Regions from separate parts of the Mus musculus genome. Here region 2 is linked to region 1. A link is a contact called in public Hi-C data. All regions are on one chromosome and are shown on one strand. Each heading gives the region's core, a stretch centred on a gene start, on an enhancer-like site or on the middle of the called end of the contact. The rest is flanking DNA. Distances are from core to core; before and after follow the strand shown.

What was found. A called contact is a pair of places that touch in the nucleus more often than the background predicts.
Region 2: a Hi-C map of cortical neurons shows a contact between it and region 1, with 2.1 times the contacts expected there. The contact joins two enhancer-like sites. A contact is called at or near these places in 2 of 484 Hi-C or Micro-C datasets (cerebral cortex and cortical neurons).

Annotation. Positions count from the first base shown.
Region 1 is chr16:70,092,055-70,094,749 of GRCm38.p6, forward strand. No RefSeq gene overlaps it. Among named protein-coding and RNA genes, the nearest start is that of Gm36766, 130 kb to the right of the region's middle. Within about 2 kb of position 1,362, at least 21 of the 459 cell types and tissues checked have an H3K27ac peak or open chromatin away from gene starts, as enhancers often do. A contact at or near this core is called in cortical neurons, where this site is marked.
Region 2 is chr16:70,642,436-70,645,130 of GRCm38.p6, forward strand. No RefSeq gene overlaps it. Among named protein-coding and RNA genes, the nearest start is that of D16Ertd519e, 27 kb to the left of the region's middle. Within about 2 kb of position 1,371, at least 8 of the 459 cell types and tissues checked have an H3K27ac peak or open chromatin away from gene starts, as enhancers often do. A contact at or near this core is called in cortical neurons, where this site is marked.

The DNA.
Region 1 (2,695 bases), core at 112-2,611:
GCGATTTGGAATGCTGTACCAGTGTCTTCTTTAAGGGGAAATATACCAAAGAAGGAGATATAAATAGATGTATAAAATCGTATTGGAGAAGCTCAGAAGTGCTACACTCAAGAAAAGCGAGGCGATTGACAAGCAATTTAAGCTGGAGTGTGAAAGGATGCAGAAATAACAAGATTTGCATGAAAAATATTGAGATCATGAGAACATCAAATTTAAACGGAAAACTCATGTGCCTCATGATTTAATCATGAGGGCTGACATTACTGTTATAACTTTCAGTATCCTTGGCTTTTGAAAATAGTTCTATAATGAGGGTAGAGTATATCCATCTATACAGAAAACTAGGGTTATTTTATCTCGTCAGCCCATTACTACAAGGAACAGTGCTACAAGCATCTGAGATACTAATGTGTACGCTAGGAATCTTGATCATTAGGTACAGCTAAGCCCTTATTTGGGGGCACAGACTTAAAAAAGAAAAACTAAGTCAGATTATGGAACAGTCCATGGGAGCAATAGCTCAGAGCTAAGAAGGCCATCTTGCAGACAACCTGAGTTCACTTCCCAGTATCCAAGTTGGTCTGCTGGAAACTGCCCACAATTTCGGTTCCAGGGATCCAGTTCTCTCTTCTAGCCCCTAGAAGGTCAAGACCCATGCTCAAGTGCACAAACCCACACACAGACACAGAGACATACACGTGATTAAGAATAAAAACACATCATAAGGGAAAAAAACCTACTGATTGCTTAATCAATTATGATTAGACATCATTAAAATCAGACAGAAGTTCAGAATGATGCTCACAGCTATTTGTCTTGTGAAAGAAAAATGAATAAGTGTTAGGTGCCAGAATTGAGGCCCCATTTTGACGGGGTACATTCCATTCTCATGAAGCAGGCAACTGACAAAGAGCAGGTCTTACTTTCCTTTTTTATTTTTATGGCATAATAGGAGGTCTGAAAAATCTAGTCGCACTTGTTATCTCCGAGGAGAAAAAGCAGTGCCGGCTTCTGTTTATACTTTCATATCATATTGTATTGCTGTGAGCCTAGATGGCACTTCCAGTGGGACGCCATGTTTAGCCCATGAATGAGAAGACTGTCACAATCAAAAGTGCTTCGGGCACAAACAGATTTGAAACAATCTTCCTACTGACTGGGAGCAAAAAAAAAAAAAAAAGGCTGGTTCTGAGGATCATTAAAGGTTCTCTTGATGTGGTTTCAGGGGCACCCATTTAGATTTTCAAAATGTGTTTTACATTTGGAACAGTTTTCCTGGCATTAAAGCTCAGCTGCTCTCCCTGAGAACTCTCTCCTCCTTGTCATCATTTGCAGAAGCTTTCAGAGAGAGCTCACTGTTCCAACTGGGAAGGAGGTGGGAGAGGTGGCAAGCGCAAAAGCACTGATTGAACTAGCTCTCTTGACTCAGAGATGCCAGGATCACCTGCTCTGCCACATTCCACAGAGTCTGAAGCAGGGAGATGAAAGAGACTACCCGCAGTGTCCCAGAAAGAAAAGGAGGAGAAACTTTTCCCGCATTTAAATGTGCTAGCAGGTTCTGATGTAAATTTAAAAAAAAATAAGATTTTCTATCAATATAAATCATAAAGCAACTAGGCACCCAACATGCCATGTTTCTTCTCAGGGTATGTGAGCATGTGTGTGTGTGTGTGTGTGTGTGTGTGTGTGTGTGTGTGTGTGTGTGTGTGTGTGTATGTGTGTATGAGTGTGTGTGTGTGTGTGTGTGTGTGTGTGTGTGTGTATGAGTGTGTGTGTGTGTGTGTGTGTGTATGAGTGTGTGTGTGTGTGTGTGTAGTGTGTGTGTATACAGACTGAAATAATTTGTTTTGGCCATATTTTGTTGACTGTTTCATTACAAGGTCATCTTGTTATACAACATCTCATTGTAGGGATGTTTCTCAGTATAGCATCTAATCACTGACATTTTGTCACCGTCGGCGGCGTTATTTCATCACACATTTAATCCACCATTGACCTTTCATAATAATGGCAGGCCATGAAGATGATAGTTCAGTGCTGACAGTATACTAAACTCCTTAATTGTGTGACTAAAAATGCAGTCAAATTTTCCACTTTATGGTGTGAAATATTATTCCGGGGAAAAGACAAGGAAAGAAAATCACCCTTTATATCTTCTAGCTCTGAATCTCCTAAAACAATGTATGAATTTCATCAAGCTAAACTACCAGTAAGATGTTGTACATCTTTAAATGTTTTCCAAAAAATGACTGACTTGTGCTATCTGCATTTCAGTGAATGTTCAGTGGGATTTTTGAGGGAGAATATTAGTTAAAGTTGCAGAGGAAGTATGTCAGGAAATGCAAATTGTGAAGTTTGTGTTCTCTGGCAGCATCACCACCACCACCACCATCATCATTAATCATCATACTTTGAAGGAAGTTCAGATCTCTTTGCTTTATTCTCATCAACTCTTCAGTTTCTTTACAGAAGAAAGTCAGGGTAGAGAACTGTCATTCATATAAGTGGATATTAGCCCAAAAGTTCAGAATACCCAAGATACAATTCACAGACCACATGAAGCTCAAGAATTAAAAAGACCATAATTTCTTAAAATATTTTTTTCATTTTTAACCAACTAATGACACTTGCAAGCACAGTCATTTTAGTGTTCTATTCCCCTACTTCTTACAGACCTGTAAAATAAATCCTCATT
Region 2 (2,695 bases), core at 121-2,620, 550 kb after region 1:
TAGGTCAAAATTAGTGGCTATAAACAGAATTAGTTAGGACCTCTAAGTATTAGTGGATTGGCTGTATGTGTGACACATAACATGGGTTAGAGACATTTCTCACTCCTAATAGTGCTAAGGTATGAATAGATTATAGGTGAGTCTGAAAGGTAATCTTTTCCTGAGGGTGTCTTGGGGAGATGAAAAAAAATGGAGAATATGCTGTTAGAATATAAATTCGGCCTCCGGGGAAGCTGTTCTAGCTCAAAAGATTATAGAGATCTTTACAACTTTCAGAAGACATTCTGCATACACAGTAACGTGGGATATGAGACCTGGATGAGCACCAGAAGTTATTGATGGATGGCTCTTTCTGGAGCAGAAATGAAATATTCCCTACTGCGTACTGCAATGGACACTTACACTCTTATGGGCGATCCCTGAAGAAGTGGGAGTAAAAGTTGCCTATGTAAAATAGACATAAAATTAAGTAATAGAAAAAATACTGTATGTACTGCTGTTGTACGTCTTTTAACTTTTAAACATTTTTAATTTATTTTTAATTATGTTTATGTGTGTGTGTTTGCACGCAATGTGTCTGTGTCTGTATATATGTACACAAGTGCATATGCTTATATAGCCCTGATTAAGAGACCCCTGGAACTGAAACTAAAGTTGGTTGTGAACAACCCAACACATGATATAGATAGATAGATAGATAGATAGATAGATAGATAGATAGATAAGAGCGCAAGCGCTTGTGTGCTTTTTAAAAACTAATTGATAATAGTAATAACTGACAAAAGAGACTCTGTAATTTTATTTTTTTAAAGTGTGTGTGTGTGTGTGTGTGCGCGCGCGGGCGTGCGCACGGGGACAGGCGTCTATGCCATGACATACCCATGAAGGACAGAGAACATTATTTTGGAAATTGATTCTCTCTTTCCACCGTGAGTATCAAGGGATCAGACTCAGGACATCAGGCCTAATGGAGCAAATGTGCTTACTCACTGAGCCCTTCTTCATGCCCTAAAATAGTTTGTAAAGATTTGAAAGGTGATTAAATGTGGTCCCCTTTCCCAGGACCTCCCTTCAAAGTCATGAAAAATGAGGCAATAGAGCAGGTCACTGATGCCAACTTTTCACTCCGGGTCCACTTGGGGAAGACTTCCTTTGGCAGGATTAGTTCATTCATCTCCTTTGAGCTTTCTCCTGGTCCTCACAGGCTTTATATGGAATGCTTTCCTCCCCCTCCCCTCCCCCCCTTTTTTTGGCTGAAAATTTTCAGAGCTCTATTTATATCAAAGGGGACATCAAGAACCATAACACTCACTAAAAATGAAATCCTACGGCTCAGCCTGCCAACCAGCAGAGGAAGCTTGCAACTGTAAGTGAATCTCTTAAGGCAAGTCACGCACAGAGGAGAGAAGACAGGAAGAGGGCCAGGCAGCTTATGATAGAATGAGAGACGGGGCAGACTGGGAGCGGCAGGCAACAAAACCTCAAAAGACTCACAAAGAGAAATCTTTGGCTTAGCTCTCTGGAAGCCAAGAGACAGGGAAAAAAAAATCATATAATAGAGGCTGCTTTAGGTGTGGAAGGACATTGCCAAGCCCAGGGACTGGTACTGCCCAGGATGTCTGCAGCTCCGAGCAGCAGGGTGAGCATCCCACGGACCCTGAGTTTGCAAAGCCTCTGGGTTACGCGTCACACTTGGCAGCTGTATTTGATGCTCCCCTTGTCAACTGTGTCATTGTTCAATATAAAGGGCAAGAAGGAAAGAGCAGCAGCGACATCTTAAATATTAAGGTTATACAAATGACACCCTCAACATGAGATCAGAGCCATAAACATTTCAGAAAAGGTTGTTTAAATGCTCTATGTATCTGCTATTTTTATATAAGCTGACACCTCCATGGTGGCCTTGAGAAAATGGAAAAAAAAAAAACCTTTAAAGTAACCACCCTCTTTCTTCTGATCCTCTATTAACTTGTGGCTGCTATTCCCACACAGCAGAGAGATAGAACACAGAGACAGGTCATGTATGACGGGTACAGAAGGGTACTTAGAGGCAGCAAACACGTGTATCTTCATTTTCCAAATTAGATCCCTCCGAAATGTTCAGGGGCTTCTCCTTTCTTCTCTTGCAGTGTTTAATCTCTATCCTGTGAAACAGGAAACACTGTCCTTATTTTACTCTGAAGCGACTTTAATGGCAGAGATGAATCTCGATATGGAGGAAGGTGACAGGAACCCGGAATTGTTATTCAATCTCAGTTCTGTTTTTCCCCTCTATGATGATTTCATTTGTCAGAGTAGTTTTAATGCAAAGCTTGTGATCGGGATTTTTTTCCCCCCTTAAACAATTGGTACTACCATCTGTGTCACCTGAGGCTTCTTTTTTCCAATTATTATGCGTTGTAGCTTCGTGTAATGTGACACAATGAAAACATAAATAATTCCAGTCTTTCTTTGCCGGGAGAGAAATCTCCAGACAGTTACATGGTGCCAGCATACCGATTCAAGAGCAGGTGAGGTGACGTAATATTCTTCACACAGAACATGCCACTTTTTTTTTTTCTTAAACTTCATCTGCTCTTTAAAATGCTTTGTTTAGTCTGATTAGCAATAGACTTCAGAGGCATTTTCTAGGGCATAGACCTGTGTGCCTGCAAACTTCCCACTGTGCTGATGAAGCCTCCCTTCACCTATGCTG